Linked DNA regions of Mus musculus: region 2 is linked to region 1. A link is a contact called in public Hi-C data. All regions are on one chromosome and are shown on one strand. The core of a region is the stretch at or near the end of the contact, and the rest is flanking DNA. Distances in the headings are between cores, read along the strand shown. Region 1 overlaps Sobp (sine oculis binding protein). Region 2 overlaps Pdss2 (prenyl (solanesyl) diphosphate synthase, subunit 2).

The links. A called contact is a pair of places that touch in the nucleus more often than the background predicts.
Region 2: a contact with region 1 is called in a Hi-C map of the N1E-115 cell line, with 3 times the contacts expected there. The contact joins two enhancer-like sites. A contact is called at or near these places in 3 of 484 Hi-C or Micro-C datasets (the N1E-115 cell line and nephron progenitors), 1 of 115 datasets of contacts at active chromatin or transcription factors (forebrain) and 1 of 9 other capture datasets (embryonic stem cells).

The regions. Positions count from the first base shown.
Region 1 is chr10:43,002,979-43,005,993 of GRCm38.p6, forward strand. It overlaps Sobp (sine oculis binding protein), which reads right to left. Exons shown (of 7, transcript NM_175407.3): 7 at 1-1,436. Among named protein-coding and RNA genes, the nearest start is that of Gm5079, 13 kb to the left of the region's middle. Within about 2 kb of position 1,568, at least 29 of the 459 cell types and tissues checked have an H3K27ac peak or open chromatin away from gene starts, as enhancers often do. A contact at or near this core is called in the N1E-115 cell line, where this site is marked.
Region 2 is chr10:43,330,906-43,333,920 of GRCm38.p6, forward strand. All of the region lies in intron 2 of Pdss2 (prenyl (solanesyl) diphosphate synthase, subunit 2), which reads left to right. The region is part of intron 2 of Gm40631 (a long non-coding RNA gene); the gene reads right to left. Among named protein-coding and RNA genes, the nearest start is that of Gm40631, 10 kb to the right of the region's middle. Within about 2 kb of position 1,611, at least 33 of the 459 cell types and tissues checked have an H3K27ac peak or open chromatin away from gene starts, as enhancers often do. A contact at or near this core is called in the N1E-115 cell line, where this site is marked.

The DNA.
Region 1 (3,015 bases), core at 318-2,817:
GCACCTGGACCCCTCCAGAGGGAACAATTGCTTTTATTTGAGTTAGTAAACAGATACACTGAATCACAAGGTGATTTGACTTGGTTTTTTTTTTTTTAAGTTTTCTTCTTTTTTTGGATTTTTTTGTTTGTTTGTTTGTTTTCTTTTCTTTTTTCCGTACTCATCAGACTGGGGCACTGTACGACTGTCTCAGCGACTCAGTGCCAGTACACATGTTCTAGAGGACTTCTGGACTCGCAGCTACAACTGTACAAGTGCACACAAGTAAATCTACCCTGTTATCCTCCACCCACTGATTGAGGATCGAATTGCACATTTCTCTTAACCATGACAGGAGAAAGCAAACAGTGAAACAGAATCCGGGGTGATCTTTCTCACTTTCTCTCTTGTTTGCATCGGCTTGTCCATACCATTCTAATTATCATGAAAGGACTCTGCGCAGAGAGAGATTGTCTCGCTGACTTCCTGGACCACAGAAAACCATCAGGGTTGAAATTTCATCCAGTCTTTCCTGACGCCCAGCAAATATTCCCCCTCAGATTATATTACACCTTGAGGGCATTTTGGTCTTCAGTTCAACACTCTTGCTCTGTTCCCAAATGGGGCGCTGTTTAGGGGCATGTCAAGAGAAAGCTGAGAAGAATAAACATTTACCGAGTTCTCTTGGCATTCGGTCTCCGTAAAACCACAGTATAAACTATCCATGCTGCTTCCTGCATCTGGCAGATTGAAAATTAAAAGCCATAAAAGTGTAACACTGAAAATATGGCATCAAAAAGGATAAAGGTGGCCTTTGTAAAAAATAACATGAAAAGTATATTAGCCGATAAAATATTCTACCTCTTCATTTAAAAGTGCATCGTGGGCTGGGCAGAGATGAATCGGAAGCATTGAGAACTCCAGCACCATCCCGTCTCTCCCCACCAAAACGTGAACAGTTCCGTTCCTAACCCATAAAAGCAAATCACAATTCTTATCGTAGCAGCAAACCACAGCAGTTCTTAAAAAGATTTATATATATATATAAAAGGTTCTTATTTTCCAGTCCCTGTCATCCTCCGGCCTCATCCATAGAGCCTTGAAGATGGGGCGAGGATACCTACATTGGTCCTTGTGGCGGGTTGGTGTTTTGTTTTGCTATTTGTTGTTGTTTTTAAACCAGCGAAATCCCTAAGTTCTTCTGGGGAGACTCTAGATGAAGTGGGCAGGAATGGTGGGCCCGGGCTTGATGGGTCCAAGACCTGCTGGCTTCTCCGGCCTTGAGGCCACCAGGGAGAGCCACTTCCTCCAAGATGTTTAATGACCGGAAGCTGTGTTATTTGCTTGAGTTTTAGCCAGAGGGAGGTGGTGAGCTGACCAGCTGGTGTCACTGGATGGCATGACATGGTTTGCTCCACGCCCTCTCTCCATGCAATGTACCCTGGGAGCGAGTGTTCCTGGGAAAAGATGAGAAGGATCCATGAGAATGCGCTGGACCAAATCTCTACCCAATCCGCCCACCTCCTCCCACCCTGTCTAGCTGCAGAGAACCGGTCAGAAGTGAGAGAGCTGCAGCTCTGGTGCCAGCTCACTCTAAGATGAATCCCAGAGCTGTGGACTCCGCGGCATGATTTCAGAGCGCTTCATTCAGTCTGCTCCGGATCAGGTCTGCCAGCTTTGTGTGAGGAACAGAAGCTCCAGCCCTCTCTGGAAAACCATAATGAGCGAGCGCGATGGGCCACGCCCTCCCCAAAGACCACAGCATCCTTTGCAACCAGCAACACAGTCTCCATATGACTACATGATTAACCAGGAGGAGGTCTTTTGAGTCACCCAGGGTCGCTCAAAAGCCAGACAAGGTCCTAGAGAGGTACGGGTCTCTAACCTCCACAGCAGCCCTTCCCGTATGAACGCTGGTGTTTGAGGTCTGAGAGACTCACTATTATCTGTCAAAGGCAAGCCACAGGCAGCTCTTCACATTGAAACAACGCAAGACCACAAGGTGGTCAGATAACAAATCACCCATGCATGGTGGACCTGAGCTGAGGGTCCAAACCGAACTTTCAAATTATTTCCGGCGGATGCTATCCCCACATGGCCTACACACTTGAGGCCCCACCTCTTTTTCCTTATGGGTTTCTGTTGTTTGCTACCAGGCCCCTCAGCAGAAGCACAGGCTCTTGAAGCGTCAGGCATTCCTGAGAGGCAACCAATTAGAAGTGCCCCCTGCAAACTGTGACATCCCCAGGGGTGGGGGTGGGGATGGGGGCTCTGGCCTGGGCCATCTAACTCTCTTCTCTACACTAGCTGTCTTGTTGGTCAGCAGTGTTCAACTCAATTTTGTCCAATGAACTAGTTAAGCAGCTGTCTTCCACTATGTCCCCAAGGAGTCCCTCTGCCGATAAATGTGGTTGTGAGAAACAGGAAAGGGTATGCTCTGCACTGGAGAGATGCTAAAACACAAGACTCAAAAACATCTTTACATCCCGTGAGATTATTCTTGGAATACGGAGCAAATAATTTTCGAGAGATGATACAATTTAGGAGTCACAGGGAACCCTAGAGATAAAATGTGACAATTTTACTTCATAGAAGGAGAAATGGAGGCCACGGAGCCCTGGAAACCATCTCAGAGTTTTTAGCAGAACAAGGTCAGCCAGCTACCGGGCGGACTCCACTGAAGCTCATGCCGTCCAAATCCTGGTGTTAATGGCAACGATAATAATCATCAGCCCAAACCAAGGCTTGAAATTCTCAGTGTGCAGGGGAGGAAATGCCTGAGTTCCCCAAATCACATCAAACCGCCAGGTCCGTGTGCAGTTAATATGTATATTAAGTAACCAAAGTGTAAATGCAAAAGGCCACAAATATGCAACAGGGCGGGGCTTGTGACATGGGCGGGGCTACCAGGCCATGGAAATCTCTTCTTCTGGCACAGGCAAGTTTGGATATGCGGAAGTTAATCTCTGAGTACAGCGTTTGCATCTCCTAGCCCCCTTTCTGTCTGGAGGATGAGAATCCCAAACAAACCCATCA
Region 2 (3,015 bases), core at 361-2,860, 330 kb after region 1:
GTGGGCCACAACTGACTGTCTCCATGTAAACAGGATATGACTCTGCCTTCTGACTTCTGCAGAACACCCCCTCCCTCTCCCTCTCCCTCTCCCTCTCCCCTCCCCCTCCCCCTCCCCCTCCCTAGAGCCACTGGAGTAGTGGCTCTCCGGGTCTTCCTGACTGCCATTCTAGCTCCAGGTTAAGTGAAAGACCCTGTCTCAGAGAAATAGTGTAGAAAATAATAGATCAGACAGTGGACAGCATGAAAACCTATTCACATGTGTATGCACACACTGCACACACTTATACCACACTCACATCGCACTAAAAAACATACACACCAGAAAACCAGGTAAATGAATCCTAATGTCTGTGACAATGTGGGCTGTGGACATGTGCTTGGCTGAATACTGACTGCTTGCCTGTTGCGTCTGCTACGTGGCTGGTTTAGACATGCTGGGGCACATAGGATTTACTGCTGTGTTTCTAGATAGCTAGGTGGATTGGAAACAATAAATGAGCTAACTTAAAGCATGTAACTGAACAGCCTATGTCCTGACATTCTTCATAGGAAGCAGGTCTTCAGCCCCTTATTCCTACTGTACCTGGACAGTTTGTCATCTAAATGGAACCTGCGAGGTTCTCTTCTGTCCATCAGAGCTTCTTGTTACATAGTCACGGAGGTCTTTGCAGAATGACATCTCCCTCCTGTGTTGCTCACTGCAGTCTATTTCACATGCAGCCCTCCTATGTCCTAACCTCTGTTTGCCTTCATGAGGGAAAAACTCTCCTGAAGCCATTCAGAACTCACTGGGCCCTGGCACTGGCCACTGGGCCCATTGCTAAATGGCGGTCACGACTCAAATCCCCTTCATTGTGATTAGTCTCCATAGTCACAGGTGAAAGTCTGCTTCTCTTCTTTATTTGTTTTCATACATCTTTCCCATTAACCCTTCTAAAACCACCGTGTGTGCCAGGTCCAGTTCATCCTGTGTTTCTGGCTTTCTCGTATTCTGATGTGGCTTGGACCCTTTGCTGCTGTATTATCTAGGTTGCCACTGGACTGTCATTTCTCTCAGTCTTCATTGTGCCTGTAGCAGATTCATGTCTAAATGATGAGCCCTGGACGAGAGGGATTTGTAATGAAAATGGAGCTAGCAGCAAGCTCTTTGTAATCACTTCTTTAATCCTCTACCTGCCATGCCAGGGAGAACGTAATTATCAGAGCAGAGAACTCCAGGGCCTCAGCAGAAAGAATGAGCTCTCCGGGAGGGGGAGTGACAGGCTGTACTCTCCTGTGGGGCGGGGGACGGTGATTTTGGAAAACTTTGACAGGAGATCTGATGTATTTGTATAACCTTTTCATGTAGAACCGCATTGCAGTGAGGGACAAGGTTTTGGGTTTCTTCATTAAAAGCTTATTACATGGGGAAATAGGACAGTGGTTTTGCTTGGGTAGATGAGGGTCAGAGAGGCGGGTGTGATCTCCTCGGGATATTAATGTCTGCCTTCAGCCGGGGGAAATGAGCCGTCACTTGAGTTCCAGGCAGCTTTATGTGCTCATCACTAGGGATTCCCATATGTCCAGGGAGCTGCCGCAGTGAAAAATGGCAGAGCTCAGTGCTAGAGTGCAGAGGGCTCTCATTGGGATTCATGTCAGGAAGCCCAGCGCAGCCTGCCCAGAGCAAGTCTGTTTAATGTTGATCAGCTGTCCATCTGATAACCCGAGTGGATATGGGCATTCCCTCCGAGGGCTGCCCTGATGGTGACAGCCGAAGCACCCAGATGTCCTGCTAATCTGTTTTGGTAGTCTCCAGTGTTTTTAACCCTTTTTGTGATATCCAAACCCAAAAAGACTCTAACACATGGAGAAGGACTCTCCTAGTAGGTTGGCTCTGCTTTCCTGGCAGAAGAGACCCAGCTTAACTCTTTCCAGAAACCAGATGCTCTTAGTTAGCTTCCTCTTCCCAGAATGAGCATCTGGTTGGCCTGTAGGATAACTGTGTGTTGATAGTGTTGTGTTTGTGTTTGGCTTACCCAGATAATACATTTAGACAATCTATGTATTCTTGAAGACGGTAAATTGCCTGGCTTGTTGGTACTGTATTAATGTAGGCTTACAGGTGTGCTCAGGGACCACTAAGCAGGGCTCTGCTATTTATGCTTCAAACGTGTAATACATATTCCTTGGGGGAGGGCCATAATTTTGAATGATAAATATGTTGCCTCCTTGCTGAGAGCCATCACGGCTCCCGTCTTTCAAGCATGGCCACCTAAGACAGTTTGCCTCTTTGTCAATGGGCTGGCAGGTGCAACAGGAGTTAATTATAGAGCACAAGCCACACTGATGTGCTTGCCTCTTGTTGGTTGGAAATGAATCAAGATGGGAAAAGAGAAAGTTATTTTTAAAAAATTATATTTCAAGCCAAGCAGGGCTGACACAAGCCTTTAATCCTAATACTTGGGAGGCAGAAGTAGACGGATTTCTGAGTTCAAGGCCAGCCTGGTCTACAGAGTGAGTTCCAGGACAGCCAGGCCTACACAGAGAAACCCTGTCTCAAAAAACAAACAAACAAACAAACAAACAAAAGGAAAAAACAAAGACATCGACAAATTACCTTTCAGCCAACTGTGAGTGGTAGTATATAAATTCTTTAAATGGCTGGGCATAGTGGTGAATGTCTTTAATCCTAGCACCCAACATCCAGCACCCAGCAGCTAGCACCCAGCACTGTGAGTTCAAGGACAGCAGGACTGTCACAGAGAAATCCTGCCTCAAAAAAAACAAACCAAACCAAACAAACAAACGAAAACAAAACAAGCAAACAACCCCCAATGTTAAATGGAAGAAAAGTGTGTCTAGAGGTCTCCACTGTCTGCTACCTCACTCCTAGACAATATGTGTTCAGAGGCAAGTGGGATCAGATAACACATGCCTTTAATGCCAGCACTTGCGAGGCAGAGGCAGGCACATCTCTTATATTCAAGGTCTGTTTATATAATGATTTCCAGTACACCCAAGGCTATGCAGACAG